Regions from separate parts of the Danio rerio genome. Here region 1 is linked to region 2. A link is a contact called in public HiCAR-type data. All regions are on one chromosome and are shown on one strand. The core of a region is the stretch at or near the end of the contact, and the rest is flanking DNA. Distances in the headings are between cores, read along the strand shown.

What was found. HiCAR-type assays count read pairs that join an accessible place to other places.
Region 1: a HiCAR-type map of caudal fin shows a contact between it and region 2, with 6 times the contacts expected there. The contact joins the enhancer-like site here to the promoter of gfra1b in region 2. A contact is called at or near these places in 4 of 18 Hi-C or Micro-C datasets (caudal fin, embryo, hematopoietic stem cells and 1 more) and 2 of 4 datasets of contacts at active chromatin or transcription factors (caudal fin and embryo).

Annotation. Positions count from the first base shown.
Region 1 is chr12:31,776,157-31,781,987 of GRCz12tu, forward strand. atrnl1b (attractin-like 1b) reads right to left here. Exons shown (of 29, transcript XM_692563.11): 18 at 1,692-1,910. Among named protein-coding and RNA genes, the nearest start is that of atrnl1b, 64 kb to the right of the region's middle. Within about 2 kb of position 4,140, at least 4 of the 62 cell types and tissues checked have an H3K27ac peak or open chromatin away from gene starts, as enhancers often do.
Region 2 is chr12:31,586,663-31,592,220 of GRCz12tu, forward strand. gfra1b (gdnf family receptor alpha 1b) reads left to right here and starts at 1,419. Exons shown (of 9, transcript NM_131731.1): 1 at 1,419-1,479; 2 at 1,807-2,115; 3 at 2,282-2,365. The coding sequence starts at 1,419. LOC141376820 (a long non-coding RNA gene) reads right to left here and starts at 1,057. Exons shown (of 3, transcript XR_012388049.1): 1 at 923-1,057.

The sequences.
Region 1 (5,831 bases), core at 2,890-5,389, 190 kb after region 2:
GAAAGCTGTAAACGCCATTTCTCTCTCTGTCTCTCTTCCTTTCTTTCATTCTTTCTCTCTCTCTCTCTTTCTCTCTCTCTCTCTCTCACTGTGAATCTTTGACCTTCTGGTGAGACGTTTCCTCTCCTCTCAGCTGTTACAGCGATACTTCTGGATCCAGTTGCGAGAAAGTTACAGAGCGAGTACACAGTGTCCATCATGGATTTGCTGTGATCACCGATGCAGTTTATCAGCATCACTCATCGAAGAACTGCGACGGAGTGTTAGAGGCAATTGCAGCCATTTTTGTTTAGCGCATGACCAATCATTAGCATTTAACAACTCGCTTGATAACGCTCAAATTGGCGGGAGAACATTTACATTTGTTTATTTGCTTTAAATACTCATGTTGTTCTGCCCATGTAGTTTTGTTTGATACGTTTAAAATAAAGGTACAGTTCATATATCTGACTGCTTGTATTAAAGGACAAAATTGTATTACAAATACAAAGAAAATGTATTTACAAATTGTACTTTTTTAATACAATAATTCTTGAGCTGTAAAGTAAAATATGGAAAGCACCGTGATGAACCAAGATATAGAATTAAACCAAATCGATGGCATGATAATCGTAACTGAATTAGACACACCTGGCCTAGCTAATCAAGCTCTTACTAGGCTTCAAGAAACATCTGTGCAGGTACGTTAAGGTAAAGCCCTACTTGCACTGTGAGATTTTCTCCACGATTTTGTCAACTGAGAGAAATTTGGTAAATCCTGAAAGATTCCTGAAATCCAAGGCTAAAATCGGTTATCTTTGATTATTAGTTTGACATGTTCAAAGCCACTTAGTGCCCGTTGCGATTAGATTTTTCCTCCGATGAAGTTCTGGCAGTGTCAGAATATTTCAGACACTTTCCTGCAGTGTGACAACAGCTAACCAATAGGAACCAATAAGAACCAATAAGAACCAATAAGAACCAATAGGAGCTCCAAATTTAATGACGCAATCCATGCGACAATTCAAATGACCGCGGGGAAATTCCAAAACAGTGTGCAAAATTGCCGCTACAGTTTGTTTACGTTAGCTGTGAGGAATCATTTCAGAACGTGGGATAGTGAACGTTTCACGGGTGGATGACTTCAAACTCCGGGAGGCGTTTTCTTTCGTGTTTTTTAAGATTGGGCACCACTGTTTTAAAACATAAGAGTCTGTTCCAAGCCAAAGTCTAAAAGGATATTCAGATCAATTGAATACTTCTTTACATTTTTGAACTGTTCCCATTGGCAAATAAAACAAAAAAGATTGTAAGTCAATAGATTTTAGCATGATTTTAATGAAACAATTATGCTGCCATCTGTATAAAATCATTTATCTCACTCTAATTTGGCTACAAATCTAAACAACTTTGTTTCTCTTTCTTTAGTTGAAGACCTACTGCTGAGATAACAGAATGACTTAGGTCTATTTGAATCAATAAATAATACAACGGCAATTTCTTTAAATAAAGCATTACCAATAACAGTCCTAAAAAGAAAATATAATATATAATTTATATAACAAATTTAAATATTTGTTTTCAGAACAAGTAGCACCATGTTGTGCCCCCCGGACATCCCTGAACAGCAGTTTGAAAACCCCTGGCAAAACAAAACCGTGCTCTTTAAAGGTCAAGTTTGCAAGTGATTGTTTGACTGTAAAAGTTTTTACCAGGACACTGGATGAAGGCCCACTCAAAGCCTCTCTCTTTTGGACAGAGCCCCGTCTCCAGCACCATGTCTTGACTGTGTCTGGAGGGGCTCTTCATGGGTCCGCGATACGAACCCTCCATGCACTGCCCTCGGCCGGTGTTACTGGGGTCTCCACACCATCCACAGTCAGGCTGTTCCAGACACAGGCCGCATGTACGCAAACCAGAGCAATTCTGAGCTGCAAAGACATACAGTAAACACAGATGAGGAAAAAGGTAGTGATGAAATAATCTTGGTTGAAAGTATCTCTGAATGACAAGCATTTAAGTTGATTTAACTCTCTTTTTTGATAAAAATAAATAAATAAATAAAAAACAGAATTAGAATTTATTATCTGTATACATCCAGAAAAATACAACGTAATGGTTTCACTTCAGCTTTGTGAAATGATGTTACATATACATACTTGTACATATCAAAAATAACAAAGAGTGTGGATTAAAAGCCACTTCAATCTCTGCCGGTAGGTGGTGATTATAGAACAGCAGGAATTACAGCATGTGTTTAGTTTTAATGATGTAAACATAGTAGCTGTGCTGGTATTAAATATGCATTACTTATAATCTAAAAATAAAATATCATCAGAACTTTTCTGAAGATTATGGGTATTTCGGATTTTCTTCAAAGAATTTTACGCATTAGGAAAAGTGAGCTTTTGCCAGTAAGTTATTTTACTCTATTATACAAAAATCACTTTAAAGGAGATTTCAACACAATTGTTTGGCAACCGTTGGAGTATAACCAGCTTCTAATGGTAAGGGAAAAAAAGTATTCACTTTATTTTTGCAGAAAATGCTATGTCAGCAGAAACACTTTGATTGACATTCCCTCTTTCTACATGTCATCAGAGGGGAAAAGCCCTGCATATTTAGTGACAATCTCTCGCTCATTAGCATAGGACATTGCATAGAAAGTCTTGTTTTTGAACATGCCACTATGCTGACATGCAAGCATTTGTAGCTCCGCCCTCTTTTAAAAAGGAGTACAATCTAATTTGAATTTAAAGTGGCAGTCACCAAAACGGCACAATTTGGATCAAAGCCTAAAAGGGGCACATTCAAAGAGTTATAAAACATTTTTTTGCAGTGTTGGGCAGCAGCGTCACCACTAGCTTAACTACATTTCTCAGAAGCGTAGTGGTACCATCGCTACTTTCTAAAAATCAAATAGTTTTTCAGTAGTGAAGCTATTTTTTCAGTCATGTAGCGCAGATGTGTCCACACAAGCTACATTTACTGATCGCAAATCAAAAAGTGATGGCACCGACACTCACAGAGCTGTGAATTTCATATGATGGCGAGAATGACTATTTCTTCTTCTACCTGTGTTACGGTGGTCAACAACAAACGTTTTGGTGTGTTACTACCACCTCTCACTCTGGTCGGAGACGCCAACCACCAATTAGGCTAACACAATAAATTTGCTTAATGGAAAGATGACTGAGGGAGAGCAGTTATATATATAGTTTACTGTAGTAAAGACCAAAGTATATTATAGTCATTACAATTGGCTCAAGGAAGTTACTAATGATACTACATTATGTAGTGTAATTCATTAATGAAGAGTTGCAAATATATATTCAATATAATGCTTATTCCTAAATATTTCCCTTTACTATAAATTACTATAGTATTTTAAATGTGTAACACCTGGTTTTATTGGATTTTTTGTTTTTGCTGTTATATATTATAAATTGTTTCTGTTTGATACAGCATGTTATTTGCAGTAAATAGTTGAACTGAACGACTATGCCTCGAATCTTTCATTGACCGTTTTATTGATCACTAACATAAGATTGACTTGAATTTATGTTGCTTCGATTTAAAAATGAAAATCGCAAAACTAGCTTAGATTTTTGTCAAGTAGCTTTTAGCTTAGCTTGCTACATTTCTCAGAGGGTAGCTTTTAGTGTAGTTGAGCAATATTGTAAATAGTTTACTTAGCTCACTACATTTTCAAGTAGCAAGCCCAACACTGATTAATTGTGGGGTATTTTGAGTTGAAACTCTACATACACATCAGAGATTTACTTTGCATCCTAGATTCAGTTTAAGATACAGTCATAATCCATCCACATGCAAGATAAAACCCAACAGATGCACAAGTGTAGCATATGAAGATGAATTTTGTCCATAATATAAATTTCAAACAAGGCAAGATATTGAGATTGGAGGAAACAACAACAAACAACAAAAATAGCCACACGTTTGGAGCAAAGAAATACACAAATGAGAAACAACAAAGAAATGCTTAAAATGATCATTTTAAGCTCTCACAGGGCATATCACTTCACTGACTGAGTAATACGCTCTCAAATACCAGCAGAAAGTTCACTCTCCCTAAAGAGCACATCAGAGCCATATGCGTCAACCTCTTTCGGTTTGATCCACCTCCCCGGCAGCCAAATCACATCTCTTAGGATCTCAGACCAGACAACAGCAAGCATTACACATAAAGTGTGTTCAGGGTCAACACCATGGCAGCAATAACAGTGAAAAAGCACAAAGTTAGTCATTATGCTGGCAGGAGTTCATAGATCCTCAACTGCAGGAGCTGACAGATCCTCAACTGCAGCGTATGATTTCATTCAGCTTGCAATAAAAACCATTTGTTTAGGGGTGAGGAGATGTCTAGAAGGGTTCCACGTTGAGAACAGATGAGACAACTACTCTGGGACAAAAAAAAATTAATCCTGCTGATTTAAACAGTGATCGCTGTCTGTTCACAAACCTAAATTGACTGGCAGATTACAATTGAAAAGAGATGCCATTCAGAAGTTTGTGTATTGCAACAAGTGACTAGTACATCTGGGCTATTGTCAAGAAACGGCTAACTTGACCCTGAGTGCAACTGGTGTCATTCCGGTTTAGCTACTCTGATTCATATGTTCTGGTCCTGTTTTTCCCTGCTTTCCTTTTGGAGACAACATTTCCTCTCATTGTCTGCTATTACCACTGTTGATATTCCATCTTGTCCAATTATTGTTTTTTGGGGGGTTCTCCCGCCCGGCCATACTTTACCCTCACATTTTGCAGACTTTGTAGCCTTCTTAACCCTTCTGGCCAAGCGGTTATCTCTTCTGAACTAAAGAGCCCTTACCCTCCCTCTCAAACTTGTTGGATAAAAAATCTTTTCTATTTTATGAAATTAAAGAAAATTAGGTACTCTCTTCACCGAACTGGCACTATTTTCATTAAAATGTGGGAACTAATTCGCAAACATGTACAGAATCTTCAACTTGACCCTGTTCTTTCTGACTAAGTCCCCACCCCCTACTCCCAGCTTGGTACTGAATACTAGTTCTTGTCAGCACATTGTAGACCTGTAGACCATACATTTTTTTATATTAATAATTAAAAATAATTCTTTACATTTATATTGCGCTTTTCTGGACACTCAAAGCGCTTTACACATTTTTGGGGGGAATCTCCTCATCCATCACCAGTTTGCAGCATTCAACTGGGTGATGCAACGGCAGCCATATTGTGCCAGACTGCACACCTCACACCAGCTAATTGGTGGAGAGGAGACAGACTGATGAAGCCAATTATGATATGGGGAGGGTTAGGAGGCCAGAGGTCAAATTTGGCCAGGATGCGGGGTTAAACCCCTATTTGGAATTTTAATGACAAGGACCTCGGTTTAACGTCTCATCCGAAAGACGGCACTCACAGAGCAGTATAGAGTCCCCATCAATATACTGGGGCATTAGTACCCACACAGACCGCAGGTTGAACACCTTGCTGGCTTCACTAACCCCACTTCAAGCAACCTAGCTTTCCCATGTAGTCTCCTATCCAGGTACTGACCAGGCACAGCCCTGCTTAACTTCAGTGGGTGACCATGTGAGAGTTGCAGAGAGCTAGCTGCCAGCACTTTCTGTATGTAAGATTGTACTAGTGTTTTTATTCTTTTCTTTTTTTTGTTTTTACTTGTTTTGTTTTTTGCCCAAAATATTCTTCAGTGTATTTGCTTATTGTTACATGTTAATTTTTAATTAACATAAACATAATAACATATTATGTTAACATAATAATTTGTTTTATTATTCTTATTATTATTACTATTATTATAATTAAATAAATTTTAAAAAGGGATG
Region 2 (5,558 bases), core at 169-2,668:
TTTTGCTAGTCTTCTGATTCATATTTACAAAGTGTAAAGTTTATTAGTGATCTGAGAACATTTTACATCAGTGTAAATATGTTAAATGATTAGTTCTGATAATAATGGATTAATAAAATAATAAAATAATAATAAAATATCCTGAATATGCATAATATAACTTTATTATTAATATGGATTATATATGCACATTTAGACATTCCTAAGTACTACTGCTCCACTGAATGAATAGAATTGCCAGCTGTTATACTAGTCTTTAGTACACAGGTGGCGCTCATGCTTTTATTTCCGCCATTCGCTCAAATAAGAAATAAAACTTTTTTTTATGAGAGGTTTTCATCATACAAAAGGCATAAATAAATAACACAGAAATCTTAACGGGTAGCCCTAAAGTGATGGCTTCATAATTTCTGAGTAAGCTACCCTAAAAGCAACATATAAGAGCAAACAATTGCTAAATGACGTCATATTTGCTTTTGTTAGCTGTGTTGAACACAGAAACTGACGTGGTTTAAAGGTTGAGTGTCTAAAAAGAGTGTGTTCTCATTTTCCAAAGACGTTTCATTAATGCGCTATACATTAAAGATGCCTTCACCTGTCCTCGAGGTAACGCTGTTTCGTACAATGATAACATAATTAATGACATTCTTTATCAGTTATTACATTTACATATCAGAAACAGCTTCACTTTGTGTTTGTCTACATAATTCACATTAAACATTAGAGGACAATTTGTGTATAGGCGAAACCAACCTAAAAGTGTCAAGGAGGAAGGAAGGTAAAAAAAAACGTCGACAGACAATAATTCGCACACAGGGTGTCAGATATGGATCGCAAAGTGGATTCCATTTATGCTTGGACAGTCTTTGGATAATTCTTATTAAGTAAAGTGCTTAATGGTGCCTAATCAGCGAATACTTACTGTCTAACTGAGCCAAAAGGACCGACCTTCTCCAGACCCGAGCACATGCGCAGTGTTCTCCCACAGAGTGCGCGTTCTTCGACCTTACATGCATATTGTCGGTCAACTGAGAGCGAAACAGCACCCATGTTTGACATGTAATGTGGACTGACGTTAACTTTTATTAATTTTGTAATGTTCTTGTATATTTTTAAAGCAAGCCGTTGTTTTAAACGATTGTTGAAGATATGATAAAGAAGAAATCAAAAGTCTAAATATAACTCATTGTTTTTTAATCTTAGTATTATTTTTTTTAAATTCTCAATAGCCTGTTGCTTTTTTTATTATCTCCTCGTGGGGTGTGTCCACCACAGCAGCACTCGGCGCTTGTTGGAGTCTGTCCGGATGTGTATATGATGTCTGATCACTTGTTCCTCGCCAGTGCGCAGCTGGCGCGCAATGGATTTATTGTGGAATTTGTTCTATGTCGTATTTAACCAGTTTCTCTGCTCTCTGAATGGATCTGAATAAAGCGACGATGATATTCGCAACTTTTTGGATAATGTTTCCTGTGCTTGGTAAGTTGAAATCCATGTGCTCCAACGTTTGTTTGCGGCTTACAGCTGTACGAAACGCACTTGTAATTAAGATGCATACGAGTTGCAATGTTATTATTACAATGCCTGAAACGAAAACTAAATTTTTAGCCGGAACTAGAATAAAACATTTGAGTGTCTTTGTCTTTTATCATATAAGTTGTCTCTAATTGTTTGAATTGGGTCTTCTAACTTAGAAGGTAAGTGTTATCATCTTCATTAAACAATTAGAGCATTGTGATGATACTCTGCCAACCAGTTTTCCTATTCTATGGTATTCACGTCTAACTTTGTCTTTTCCCCGCACAGATTTAGTGCACTTCTCAAAGGCAGATGCGATCGCACAGTCTCGCTCGGTTCGGCTGGACTGCGTTAGGGCTCATGAACAGTGTTTGGGAAAGTACGGATGCAGCACCAAGTACCGCACTATGAGACAGTGTGTTGCCGGGAGAACCGGTAACTTCAGCATGCTGGCTGAACCAGAGGCGCAGGACGAGTGCAGGAACGCCATAGAGTCGATGAAACAGAGTCCTCTGTATGACTGCAAGTGCAGGAGAGGAATGAAGAAAGAAAAGAACTGCCTGCGCATCTTCTGGAGTATATATCAAAGTTTACAGGGTAAGCAGAATCCATTCCGATCTCTTTAAGTCATGAGAATGCTGGACAAGAGGACATTTATAACAAAGTGTATAAACTTCAAAAGTTGTAGTTTTTTTTTAATTGTTTCCTTTCCTTTTTTTTTTTCTTTTTTTTTTTTTTACTATTTTACTTTTTTTGCTTGCAGCTAATGACTTATTGGAAGACTCGCCATATGAGCCCGTAAACAGCCGTCTGTCTGATATTTTTCGTCTGGCTCCCATCATATCAGGTAAGTCTGATGTTAATATGTCTGTTTCACGGTCACTTAACGCCGAGTACAAATCATTTACCAGCTTTTTGTATGGTTAATCTATGCATGTCTATATGCACACTGAAAAAATAAAGGCATAGAAAAATCATTTTGTGCAACCCAAAGAACATTTTAGACAACAAACTTTTAATAATACAAATAATAATAATTAAAACTTTTCTCTTCTAAAGAATATAGTAATAGTCTAAAAACAATTTTTACACCATAATGTATGCAGAAATGCTTTAGAATGTTATATGTATGAATGTGATATGTAATATGTATAAAGATCCTTTCTTTTTAAGAGTGCTTGGAATATAAAGGATCTACACTGAATCATCAATAATAAAAAAACAACCATTATTTTATGTAATTTTCAATAAAAAACATGCTCACTTGGCTGTGGATGAAAGCCTCCACAAAATGAATGAATCTAAATGGTGTCTAGTGAATGGCCCGTCTGCATCGGTCATTTATGAAAATGTGCTTTGTAATGGATGTTAGAGATTTGAGTGAACAGGTTTCAGTGATGTCCTTGGAAAAGAGTCAATGTCTAATGCATTCCAATGGTGTTGTTTTATGGAGGTTTAGTTTGGTCCTATAGATGGCGCTGTTCCTCCCTTGTTGAACCTCAGTGAGATCTGACTGCATCTTTCAATCTGAGCTTTGCTTGACTATTGAAGTTCTGCGGTAAATCTCCATGGTGACAGACAGTAGCTCTGTTCCAAAACCTAGTAAGATGCCTCGCCGCCAACTGCCTACATGGGCAGCATTATAACTATCGTGGAAACTCATTTTGAAGACTGCATCTCAGAGTGGGACACAAATAGTACTCCACACCCAATAGAGACTAGACAAGCAATGGATTTCAAAAGAGTTTGGTATTATGTTGCCATGCGAAAAGTAAAATACAGTGTTCTATTAGCTATTAACTATAATTATATGAACAAGGAAGATAAGCATTTTCTAATTATATAGATAAGCATTAAAATACACAGCACTGAACTAACTGATGAAAAAGTAAAAAGAATAGATTTTATTTTATTCAATGAAAAATTAATTTCACACAAATTTCACTTAGAAATGCTTGTAAATATTTCAAAGTATTTACTTAAAATTTGTATAATTGAATTGAACCTAAATTGTAAATAGAAAGACATATATTTGATATTTACAGTTGAAGTTAGTGGAATTAGTCACCCCCTGTTTATTTTCCCCCCCACTTTCTGTTTAACCGAGAGATTTTTTTCAACACTTTTCTATAGTTTTAATAACTCTTTTCTAATAACTAATTTATTTTATCTTTGCCATGATGACAGTAAATAATATTTGATTAATTATTTTCCATGAACACCTCTATACAGCATAAAGTGACATTTAACGACTTAACCAGGTTGATTAGGTTAACTAGGCAGGTTAGGGTAATTAGGCAAGTTATTATATAACGATGGTTTGTTCTGTAGACTATCAATAAAAATTGTTGGGGGCTAGGAATTTTGACTTTAAAATGGTTTTTAAAAAAATAAAAACTGCTTTTATTCTAGCCGAAATAAAACACATAACACTTTCTCCATAAGAAAAAATATTATTAGACATACTGTGAAAATTTCCTTGCTCTGTTAAACATAATTTGGGGAATATTTAAAAAAGAAAAAACAAAAATCAAAGGGGGGCTAATAATTCTGACTTCAACTGAATATGTAAAGCACACCACTAACCTATTGCCAATTTCACAGCTAATAAAAATAGTAACAGCAAATCACATTTTTAAAAATAGAAAGACACAAAACGTATTTTTATTAATTGTTTTATTAACAAAAAATTTAGATTTTTACCAATGTAGATTTGCCTTAACCTCAACTGGAACATGAATAAATGTATTTTTTAAAACAATATATTAGTAAATATTATTTGATGGAACAGTGCTAACATGAACCAATGATCAACATTTTTATTATAAAACATTAAATTAATAAATGCTGTAACAAATTACTTCTTACATTTTTAGTTAATGCATTAACTAACAGTTCTCATTGTAAAGTGTTATCAGTACAACCCACTAAGATATAATAAGCAATAAGTGTCTGTGGTTTTTGTTTTCTTTAGGCTTGGATTAAAAATGAATAAAATGCAAGTCCATAAAGACATGGGATGTAAAGACATCCTCCACATTCTCGCTCATTTCAATTCAAATAATTAAAAGTGAAAAACACAGCTTCAAAGATTGCAGCTTTGTTCTTTCCTTAACATCAATTAATACAGTTAAAGAGAATATATTTAAAAAAGCTTAAATATACCCGTTTAATCAGCTGTCAGTTCTTTAATCCTCAGTCTGGTACAATTAGAGAATTATTATGAATGAACATCACAGGCTTGTCTTTGTTTTACTGTGTATCTGCATGTGTGACAATGTGTATGTGTAACAGCAGACTACAGGTGTTGTATATTTAAATTATTTTCATATTTGGATAACAAACGCAAATTAATTTTAATCTCACAATAAGCTTCTTTGCTTATTCCATTCATGTCTAGAGTAATTCCATGGGGAAAAAATATTGGAAAAGGTGCACCAGTTCTGGCATGTCCCCGCAACCCTGAGTAATAACTCACAGCTGGGCTGTACAGGAGCGAGCAGGATGTTTATGGCCGCTGCCAGTGAAGGTCCAATAAAAACTGATTTGGTTGAGAGACTCAGAGCTGCTGTGCCAGATCTTTACATTGCTTAGATGGAAAAACATCCACAATCATAATGTGGTACAGTGTCAGGGTTGCACATAATCTATAAAAAATGCTCTGTATCAAATACAATGGAGATCAAAACTAGGAATTTATAAACACTTGGTTTTTGAAAAAGAAATATCAATCTTCCTCTTTCATATAAGAGTATTTAATAGCTAATAGAACAGTGTTTTACAAAAATGCTATTAGATAGCAGCTATGATTGTTGCACAAAGAAATATTACAACTAAAATTTCTAAAGGTTGCAGAAGTCAGAAATGTGTAGAAAGTGTCCAGGCTCTTGCTCCGTGTGAATGACATTTGCAGTAGTACATTTGACATCAGAATTGTACATTTGTAGCCACAATTTTCATTAGATTTTCAATCAAGATTTTCAATCAGGTTTAGGTCAGGTCTTTGGGCTGGCATTTCATTATTTCAAAGTTTTAGGTTT